2 separate regions of the Rattus norvegicus genome follow, and region 1 is linked to region 2. A link is a contact called in public Hi-C data. All regions are on one chromosome and are shown on one strand. Each heading gives the region's core, a stretch centred on a gene start, on an enhancer-like site or on the middle of the called end of the contact. The rest is flanking DNA. Distances are from core to core; before and after follow the strand shown. Region 1 holds the start of Sorcs1 (sortilin-related VPS10 domain containing receptor 1). Region 2 overlaps Sorcs1 (sortilin-related VPS10 domain containing receptor 1).

What was found. A called contact is a pair of places that touch in the nucleus more often than the background predicts.
Region 1: a Hi-C map of Schwann cells shows a contact between it and region 2, with 5 times the contacts expected there. The contact joins the promoter of Sorcs1 here to the enhancer-like site in region 2. A contact is called at or near these places in 1 of 12 Hi-C or Micro-C datasets (Schwann cells) and 1 of 1 datasets of contacts at active chromatin or transcription factors (oligodendrocytes).

What each region holds. Positions count from the first base shown.
Region 1 is chr1:259,533,257-259,538,472 of GRCr8, forward strand. Sorcs1 (sortilin-related VPS10 domain containing receptor 1) reads right to left here and starts at 2,230. Exons shown (of 26, transcript NM_001191563.1): 1 at 1,673-2,230. The coding sequence starts at 2,230.
Region 2 is chr1:259,251,464-259,256,465 of GRCr8, forward strand. The region is part of intron 3 of Sorcs1 (sortilin-related VPS10 domain containing receptor 1); the gene reads right to left. Among named protein-coding and RNA genes, the nearest start is that of Sorcs1, 280 kb to the right of the region's middle. Within about 2 kb of position 2,833, at least 27 of the 93 cell types and tissues checked have an H3K27ac peak or open chromatin away from gene starts, as enhancers often do. A contact at or near this core is called in Schwann cells, where this site is marked.

The sequences.
Region 1 (5,216 bases), core at 980-3,479, 280 kb after region 2:
GGGTGAGCGACATTTTACAACCTGAATTACGTTAAAAGCCAGAAATATTTTGGTCCAAAGTTTTATCTTTCTTTTTTTTTTCTTCTTCTTAATACAACAAGATCTAACACATTGGATACATTGAAAATCTCCTCCTAAAGCCAGAGCTCTGAGTTAATCACTTAATGGAGCTGGAGTTATTAGTCAGTATTGGAAGATCCACGTTAAAATGAAAGGATCAAGTTCAGCAACAATTAGACAAAAGATGTAGATCGCACAGTGCTCCAGGACAAGAGTGTCCAGAACTTGAGTAGGAATTGCTTCAACTTTAGATTTTGATTAAAACCGTTTCTGAGAACCTCCAGCAGCAGCCCCACATGAAGGCTGCAATAGACAGAAATCAGGGGCTGTCCTCAGTAGAGGGTAGGCTAGACCGCCTAATGCATGACACTGTATATTTCAAAACCTTCTCAACTCTCATTAAAAACCCAACAATGAACACAGCTCAGTGAAGTGGCACTTGTTGGCAAGCTTCCTGGAAACAGTTTCAAAGGTACCATGTTGTAGCCACCGTGCACATTACAGACACAACTCCATCAGGGGATGGAAGCTGCAGTTGAGATCCTCCCCCTACCCCCACCCCCACCTAACCCCCAATCCCCATTTTATAAACCTTTAACTTTTCTTCTCGCCTTCATGGTTCATGGCACGGCAGTCTAAAGAACTTTACGCGCTTTTAAATCTTCAGTTATTACCATCAAAGCTGCTTCGTTACTATTTCAGCGCATTGAAGTTTCTAGGTTTGGGCTAAACTGGGTAGCTTCCTCAGATTTCAAACATACAGGCTTCTCTGAAAATCGGAAGCTCCTGATAGAAACAGTGAGTTGCACCCTAAATCTTTTCTCAGCGACTGAAATCTCGTCCTGTTCTTCATAAAGGGAAACTCAAATCTTTATTTGAGCTCCTCCCTAGAGGAGGTCAGTCGGTGGGAAAACAGGGAGTTGTTGTCACTGGAATCTATCTATCTGATCTTCCCCAGGCTGACCATGCCAGAGAACAACTGCCCTTTCATGGGTTAGAAAAGCCTGACTCTCAAGATGCACTTGCTAATGCTGTCAGGAGATGCTGGGAAGCCTCTGCACTGAAACTTGCATCCGTTTGGTCCCCAAATAGATCCTAATACCAAAGGGCACCTTATATCCTACTGCAGTTTGCCTTCTCTGGGGTGGAACAAGGGTCTAGGAGCTCTGAATAATAATAAAATAAAAAACCCACAGATGCGACTTCTCCGTGCACCCCCAGTAAGTCTATCAGGTAAGGAAATGTCCCTTCAGTGAATTTCAGTGGGCTTGGAAATTTAACCCTTTCAGCACTGCATTAAAAATACTTTAACGCACACACCACCCCCACAGTTGGTCTTCAGTTCCACTCTCCAGTGTCATTGAAGAAATAAAAAAGATCTGCCTGTTCCGTTCCAGTTTGAACCTTTTGATCTGGAGAAGACTCTGAAGGTGGTGGTGGGGACTCCCTAGTAGGCACCATTAACTCTTGGGGGGAGGCCAGATGGGAAGACTTCACTGTGCAGCATCTCCCAAGAAAGAAACCCCTTTCCCCCAATTCTCCACCAGCTCTCACAGTGAATGGTAACCCTTTCCTTCTCTCACCCCTTTGCCCACAGTTCCACTTTACTCACGCTGCTGTTGTGGCCAGACCAGTGGACCATAGCTTGGTTGTGTGCCGAGTCTCCAGTCAGCGCAAATGTGGTGCTGGTCAATCTCAGCTCCTCCATCCGGAAGCGAGTGGCTTTGTCCGGGTCCCGCGCGCCAGTCCCAGGCCCCTGCTGCCCTCCATCCCTTAGCATGTCCCGGCGGCTCCGACTCGTACCCTCTCCGGGTTCAGTCTTCTCAGGATCCATTCCACTCCGTCTCCTACGGCCAGAGCGTGAAGCGGTCGCCACTGACACCCTGCTGCCCCCAGCTCGCTCCAGAAACAGCGCCCGGTCCCCGGGGGCCACTGCGAACAGGGGTCTCATGAAGAGGGGCGGGGGCGTGGCAGGAGCCCGACCCAGCGGTCCGGGGTAAGAAAAGCCTCTTGGGGTAAGGGTCCAGCGTGGGGTCGAGCTAGGGTGTTGCGGAGGGCAGCAAGAAAGGCTGCTGCAGATGCCAGGGGCTAAGAGCATCAGAAGCCCGGCTCCCGTTAGGAGCGCGCTAAGCGCGGCCGAGGAGCCGTCCCCGGCGCCAACTTTTCCCATCTCTGGAGCGGAGAGGAGCGGAGAGGGGGTCCCGAACCGAAGGCAGGCAGCGGAGCGAGGCACTGGGCTGACGGCGGCAGGGTGTGCGCTCAGGACCACAACTCCATCCAAGTTGGGCGGCGGCGGGGCGCGCGGAGGCGGCGCCGGGCAGGTGCCTGCCGCTCGCCCAGGCTGGGCTTGTGAGGAGCGCGCGGGTTGGGACGGAGCTGCGAGCCACCGCCGCCGCCGCCGCCGCTGCGCGGGGGTGGAGCCGAACTGAAGTCACGGGCAGAGAGGGCGCCGCGCGCCGGCTGGCGACGCGGGAGGGAGGGCGGGCTCTGCCAGGGCTCCGGGCGCTGCGTCCCGCCGGCGAGCTGCGCTGTGTACAGGGAGGCGGGCGCGGGCTGTGCTGTCCCCGACCCTCCCCAAGGAGCGCAGAGTCCCCGCAAGCAGCCAGAGTACCCTTCCTCTGGGGACGAGCAGCTCCTTGCTCCCTGAACAGGCGCTGTGAAGGGTTTCCTATTCCTGTTTTCTCTTCTCTACTCTTTGGTTGTTCCCCCTCTCTTCTCCTTTTCTTGTCTTTTCCAGTTTAGAAGATGAGTGGGTTCTTGCTCTCTCTCCCTGTTAAACTGGGCGAGTTGGCATCTAGTCCTTACTTTGTGTGCCCCAGCCTGCAGAGGATCTCAGAAGGCAGCAGAGAGTGCTGCAATAAACTCTGTGTGTGTGTGTGTGTGTGTGTGTGTGTGTGTGTCCTGCTCAGTCTATATGTGTGTGTGTGTGTGTGTGTGTGTGTGTGTGTGTGTGTGTGTGTGTATAGTTGGGGAGGTCCCCCCACCCCCTTTGTGATTCCTCCTAGACTCCTTTCCAGGTTTTTTTTTTCTTTTTCTTTTTTTATTAACTTGAGTATTTCTTATATACATTTCGAGTGTTATTCCCTTTCCCGGTTTCCGGGCAAACATCCCCCTCCCCCCTCCCCTTCCTTATGGGTGTTCCCCTCCCAACCCTCCCCCCATTGCCGCCCTCCCCCCATAGACTAGTTCACTGGGGGTTCAGTCTTAGCAGGACCCAGGGCTTCCCCTTCCACTGGTGCTCTTACTAGGATATTCATTGCTACCTATGAGGTCAGAGTCCAGGGTCAGTCCATGTATAGTCTTTAGGTAGTGGCTTAGTCCCTGGAAGCTCTGATTGCTTGGCATTGTTGTACTTTTGGGGTCTCGAGCCCCTTCAAGCTCTTCCAGTTCTTTCTCTGATTCCTTCAATAGGGGACCTATTCTCAGTTCAGTGGTTTGCTGCTGGCATTCGCCTCTGTATTTGCTGTATTCTGGCTGTGTCTCTCAGGCTTTCCAGGTTTTCTTAAGCGCTCTCAGGTACTGAAAGCAGTCACACTTGACAGCACAATTAAAGTGAAGATTCCCCAAGTATTTTGGAGCTGTATACAACTTGGCTTCCTTAAGAGACCACGAACTCCTTGGGAAAAGGGAAACTAACTCCGAAGAAGTGACCTGTTTGCCATTTTGTTCTCAGTGTTTGGGAACAGTGCACTGAATGGTAGGAACTGTAGGTGATTGGCTTGGTGGGTATGTGTTGTGAGTTTGTTATCGATCTGACCATCAACAAATACAGGAAAGGCTTTGTATGCTTCTGCGTCTAGTCCAGGGTTGCTAACACATGCATTCAGATCCCCCTGAGCAAGCCAGTGCTTGAAGGTTGGTGTTTGCTGTGGGACCTCGGGCAATTGAGCTTCCCACATATTAAATTAAGTGGTTGCATTAGATGACCTTTAAAATCCTTTGTGATCCTAAACTTCTGTAATTATGTGATTATAATATCAGTCTACCCAAGATCCCCTGCCACTGTTCAGAAATTGAGGGAATGATTTATAGTAAGTGAGAGGACTTTGGAAATTGCAGTTTCTCAAAAGCCAAGCCTTTTTTCAAATTGTTAGTTGATTTCAAGTTTCAAAATGCCATTGAATCTTTTTACCATTTCCATGCACTAAATAATATCTTCTTGAGTACATGAGGATTATGAAATTATTGAAGGAATACTTATGGATTGAATAAACAGATGTTATAAAATAGTGTCAATTCCCATTTGCAGTTTGATTTTTGTTTAGTTTTGCATTTGGAATCTTCATCTTACTCTAGAAAATTTTTAAGTTTGTGATGAGCCCTACTTGAAAGTAATACACAGCGACAATTAATCTTCAGTTAATGAAACCTCCCTAACGATGCTCCAGAGGAACAACTTTGTGATAAAAATCTATTCCAGAGAGATGTCACAACATGATGGTTCCTACAGCTCACAGGATTCCTAGCACCTGAGAGACTGATCTAGGATGGTCTCCACGTAGTCAAGCATAGGATAGGACACAGTCAAGTTGCGATGTGTCTCAGCTACAGAGTGGGACCTTGTGTAGATAAATAGACAAATAGATACAAAATAAATAATATTAATGAAAATAGTATTGTTCTTATAATGAAAGGAGCCAGGGATCACACACACAGGAGCTGTTTATACCAAGAATCGAAGCTGGGTGCCTAGACGTGTCCTCTTGCTAATAAAAGACAAGGATTCTTTGAAAAGTGCCACCACTGTGCAAATACAGACTCTGCTAAAAGAGAAACACATTTTGGCAGGCAATAGCCTCCACAGAACACCAAGGATCAACAGTGCTCTCTCCTCCCCAGGCCTCCTGGCCACTGTCTCAAGAGCACTGTCTCAAGGTAGTCTTGATCCTTCCCATAGAGAAGATTTCAGAGCAAGGCAGGGTCATCATTTCTTTAATGCTTTCTTTCCATACTGTTAACCTCTTTTCCAATCTGGGTAAACGAGTGAGAAATTCCTCCAGGAAAGGAAAGACACAGAGCAAAGAACCAGAACCCAATAGATTCCACTCTAAAGGGAAGCCTGAAACAAAGCAAAACAAACAAACAAAGACAAGCAGAGATCAACTAGAGCTTCCTTAGATATTGCTGCATTAAATTTTTAGTATTAAAATAAATAT
Region 2 (5,002 bases), core at 1,583-4,082:
ATCGATGGTAGTCCTTTCCTGTTTGAATAATAATGAGAGACAAAAAAGCTCGCACTTTCTCATTTTCTAGATGGTAGAATTCTAGATTCCATTTCCTGGTTCTGAAATGAAATACAAGCTACTATGCAACCAAGAAGAAAAAAAATAAGTCAAGTCTCTTCAAATATCCCTCCATGCCTGGAATTTGGAGTACACACCTTTTAGTCCAACTTTGCCTAACCTAAAGTCATTTGTCTCCCACAGTCCTTTTCCTACAATAACATGAATAAGCTAGGTTCTGTGAAAACCGTACCTTTCTTGACAACTGTGCTGTGAGACTTTCGTCAGAAGACATACCAGAATGAATATCCAGTTTATTTTGGAAAAGCAAAGTTTGGAAAAGCAAAATTTTATACTGGTAAGAATCTCACAATATACCACACAGAACACTCAGGGGTTGAGCCGTGATGTGATTTGCCCCAAGAAAACAGGAATTTGAAAGAGTAGCACAGCAGAATTTAAGGTTGACCTTTGAATTTAGGAAGATTTATAAGAGTATGCTGACTTTGCACATCAATGGAGAAATTTGCGCATGACAAGGTAGCCTGTGGTGATCTCCACTCAGTGCATTTGCCAAATGCCTTCACCCTCTTTTGACCCCCAAAGTATATGTATATATAATTGTATGAGCTATTTTATTTAATGAGCCCCATTCACACCATGATGTCTTCCTCACTGCACAGGGAGGAACACCCACCAGTTCCTGCACTGGGAATATGACTGGGATCTGCAGGGAGGGGCATCATCTGGGAGCACAGGGCTGGGACCTACTTGGAGGAACATCGTCTCCCAAACTGTCCCACTTTCCCCAGTGCTGGAGGAGAACGTTTTCTTCTTCCTTGATTCTCTCAGACCATTTTCTTTCCCAAATAACATGGTCCATACCACGTTTTTGGTCTGGTTGTCGCAAAATTTTAAAGCTAAGACAAAAGACAAAAAGGAAAGAAAAGGGATAGCGAACTTGTTCAGAGAAAAGCTGAGAGGGCCTCAAAGCAGCTGTCCACTTTACAGTCAGTTGTAAAAGAGCAAGCTATGAGGTTCCAGCCAAGTCATGGGATTGGACTGTCTTGGCCTGGTCTCTCTTTTTTGTATTCCAAAGAGTGTGCCCCCCCCCCAATCTCTCTGTCTCTCTCCCCTCCTCCCTCCCCACCTCTCTTTCTCCTGGGAACACACATGCTTCAGTTCTTGTGCTCCTCATTCTGGCTCGCTCCCTAGCTGTCTCTCATCTGTTGCTTGCATACATATATAACATAAAAATAAAATAATGGGTTCATAATAAAGCTCAGGGGTTAGAATGCTTGCCTAGCATTCAAGAAGATGAAAAATCAATAATCAAAATATCAAAAATCAAAATAAAGACAAATTACAACAAATATCTTTCATCAAATAAAAAGTCCTAGACACAAAAGCTCCTCCAGGCCCGCAGGCAGTGGAAGTGAAATTTGACCTTGTGTGCAGGGGCAGGAAATGCTAGCCATGAAGGAACTGGCTTTTTTCTTGGCTGAGATGCTCTGTAGTAACCAGATTGCCCTTTCGAGAAGACAGCATGATCCAGGCTGCGCTGGTCTCCTGGGAATGTTTCCTAATCATGCCAGGCTCTCTCTGCTAGCCATGTTTAATCCCACTTGTCAGTGAAGAAACTTGAAAGACAGGACAGCCAAATTGCAAACTGGAAATGAGTGACAGCCCCGCTCTGGCAACACGAGGGCAGAGGGAGGTTGAACCACTGAGTACAAAGAAAAAGGTTGATCCGGGCATTGGCTTGGCATTGTGCTTTCATCTCCACTATGTCTGACAACTCATAAGCTCTCCTGCAGCAGAAACACCCTTAGAGTCTGCTGGGCTCACATGGACACATGGTTCTCTGAAAAGGGGAAAGCAACTTTATTCACATATGTGTTCTCACAATGAGGGACGACTGTTGGTGGTGTCTGCTTTCATTACTTTAATTTAGGGCACATCTCTTGTTTGTGATTGGGGTAGGAGAAGCAATAGGATGGTGGACTAAAAGATGTCTATGATGAATACCATGTTTCCTTGATTTGAAGGAGATGGGAGAATCAAATTCAGTCATAATTCATTGACTTTAGAAAATTTTTTTTACTCACCATCAAAATAAAATTTTAAGCCAGATATAATGACACGTTTTTCATCCAAGCATTGGTGAGGCTAATTGTAGGTTGATCTCTGTTAGAGACCGGCCTGGCTAACACAGCAGCTTTCAGATCTGCCAAGGTTATATAACTAGAAGTTATCTTTAATAATAAAATAAACTTAAAAGTGAACTTGAACCTCTCCCATCTTTGTCAAATAAGCAAGGAGGGTGGAGAGGGTCTTAGACTAGTAACATGAACTGAAAGCAGAGATTGGAGATACTGAGGGAAGAGGGGACCAGCAACACAGAGCCGGGGTGATTCATGCTCATTAGAAAAAAAAAGTTAATGAACAGTTGCTTTTTTCTGGAGCTGGACTGAAGTCCTGGGCTTGGTCCCAGCATGGTAAAACCAAGCCAAATTTAATGAGAATAAACAGAAATAACTACAATCATATAAAACACTATTCTTAACAGCTTGAACTTAAAGCGATGATAACCCTTTTTACTAATTCCCCAGTGCCTTAGTTTAGAATGTTGTTCCCGAATCTGTTTTCTTCTTCTTCTTTTTTTTTCTAAATCGCCACATGTGTTTTGTATTGTTAAAGTTTCTTTCTCAAGGGCTCTCTGAATAGCTGCCTCTAATAAGCCTGTGTGGGATGCCTGTGTTTCATACCAAGACACAGCCACTTGCTGTGCAAAGGAATGACGTGAGAGCCCCGAGATAATGGAGCAGAACTTTCAGAGTACAACATTCCAAGAGGCCCTCCTCCAGGGGCTGAACAAATAAATGTCTTTGAAAACACTGTAGTCCTACTCTCCCCAGGACTCTGCACACTTGTAGCTTGTAAGCATTCTTTGCCGCATACTAACTAAGTATTATTCACCCCAGCCTCTTCCTTCCTTCCTTCCTTCCTTCCTTCCTTCCTTCCTTCCTTCCTTCTGTCTTTCCTTCCTAGCTATTAGAACAAAGAGGCAATGGCTGCCTGAACACTCCATTTTCCTACCTCATTCCTACAGGTTGTGAATCCTATTTCCTTACAGCTGTGCTCATCCGTGCACTCCCTGACCTCAATCCTATCCAGAAGTCAAATATTCAATACAGTTGTCTTTCTGGGAGAAAAAGAATAAGCCAAAGAATTTATGTCAAAGGTACAAATTGCAATAGTTGAATTTCAAATCAGATCCTATGTTGTCCAGTAGAGGGCAGCTAGCTCTGAAGTCTTAACTTCAGAAGCTAAAAACCTTACCCACTTGTATTTACAATTTAGAAAAAAAAAGAAAGAAAGAAAGAAAAGAAAAAAGAAAAACAATTAAAAAATGCCTTCCTGTCAGTTCAGTGTGCCTCCTGTGTACAGGAAAATAAATATAGCTCTTCCTGCATGCACTGGAGAACTGGAGAACATGGGGAAATGGTAGGGTGCAGAGTGTCAGAGTTATTCTATTAGAATTCCTGAGGATTAGAGCTTCTCAATCTGTGTTGTCACAAGCAACTAGGATGTTGCTTATATGTGGTATGGTTTAAGAACTTAGTAGCAATTTGGCCCCTCGATTCCATCAGTTCTGACAAAGGGTGCTGGGCATATCCTGAGTGAGCATTTTTGTGCGTATTGAGAAAGGCCAAAGGCTTAGCTATAGTGCAGGGTACAAACAGCTAAGAAAGTGGGACTGCGGCACCTACCTTTTCACTGTGCACACCTGACAACTGCTATACATACCAGAGAAATGACTGTGCCTAAAAGGAAATTATAGCTTTCTGTAATATGTGCTTAATATGTGCCTTCCAAGAAGCTTGGGGAACTCTCTGGGTGGCCAACTCTTGCAGTTATTAGCCATGTGCCCTGACCAGTGCCCTTCCTGGGGTTATTTCCATCAACTTTGCAGTGCAGTTCTTAAGACCATCCTCATCCTCTCGGAGTTTCTTGCTTCTGCATTAGCCCCGATCCCATGACAAAGCTCTCAGAAGGTCCTGGCAGTTGAACTTCATAGCTTGCACTTCATGATGATCACGACCTTGAGAAGCAAAACCCTTTCCTTCTTTCCTCCCCCGTTGAGAAGCACAAGTCAAAGATAAAAGGTAAAGGTAACATTGGGACGGGAGTTCTAATCAGCGCCCATGAGCAAAGCTAAACAAGGAAAGAACAATTACAGCCTACCCAGTATGTCCATGCAATGAGGAAAAGTCAACTTTTCAGCTGTGGATCCATGAAGCAACATCATTCAAACAACAGAGGCTACTTCAGAGCAGATACTTGCTGTTTGCCAGGTCCATCAGACCTCTTGCCTCTGGGCACAGGTAAATATTGTGCATGGACAGAGATAACTGATTGGCCCATCAGTTCAGCACTAAACCAGGAGAGGGAATCAGAGAAGGAAAATAGTGCAGGGCTCCTTCTCCCATAAAAAGTCTATGGTGATTACCATCCCCAACTGTAAACTTGGAACCAGAAAGCAAACATGACCACCAAATGTCTTTTGCTATTTTATGCATTTACTCATAAAGTTATTTCAATTATTGAGTTCTTCCTATAGGTCAGTAGTAAGGCCTGGAGTAGAAACTTATAAGGAGTCTTTTCAGGTCTCTGAAAGCATTGGTCTCATCTTGTGGAGCTGCCACAGCTGTTACTTTGAAGAGATGAGAAGGCTAAATGGCTTTACACAAGCAGACCCAGCACATGAAAACACATGGCCATTCCATTCTCTCTGTGCTTTGTATATTATCTGAGATCCTCATATCTGATTACTAAGTATCCTATCATAATTACTGGAGGTCTCTGGAGGGATCAGTGCTGAGCTACATAAATACAAGTGAAAGGTAGCCCTCTGGGCATGCATACCAGGGTACATTTAGAAAACCATGAACCACAATGG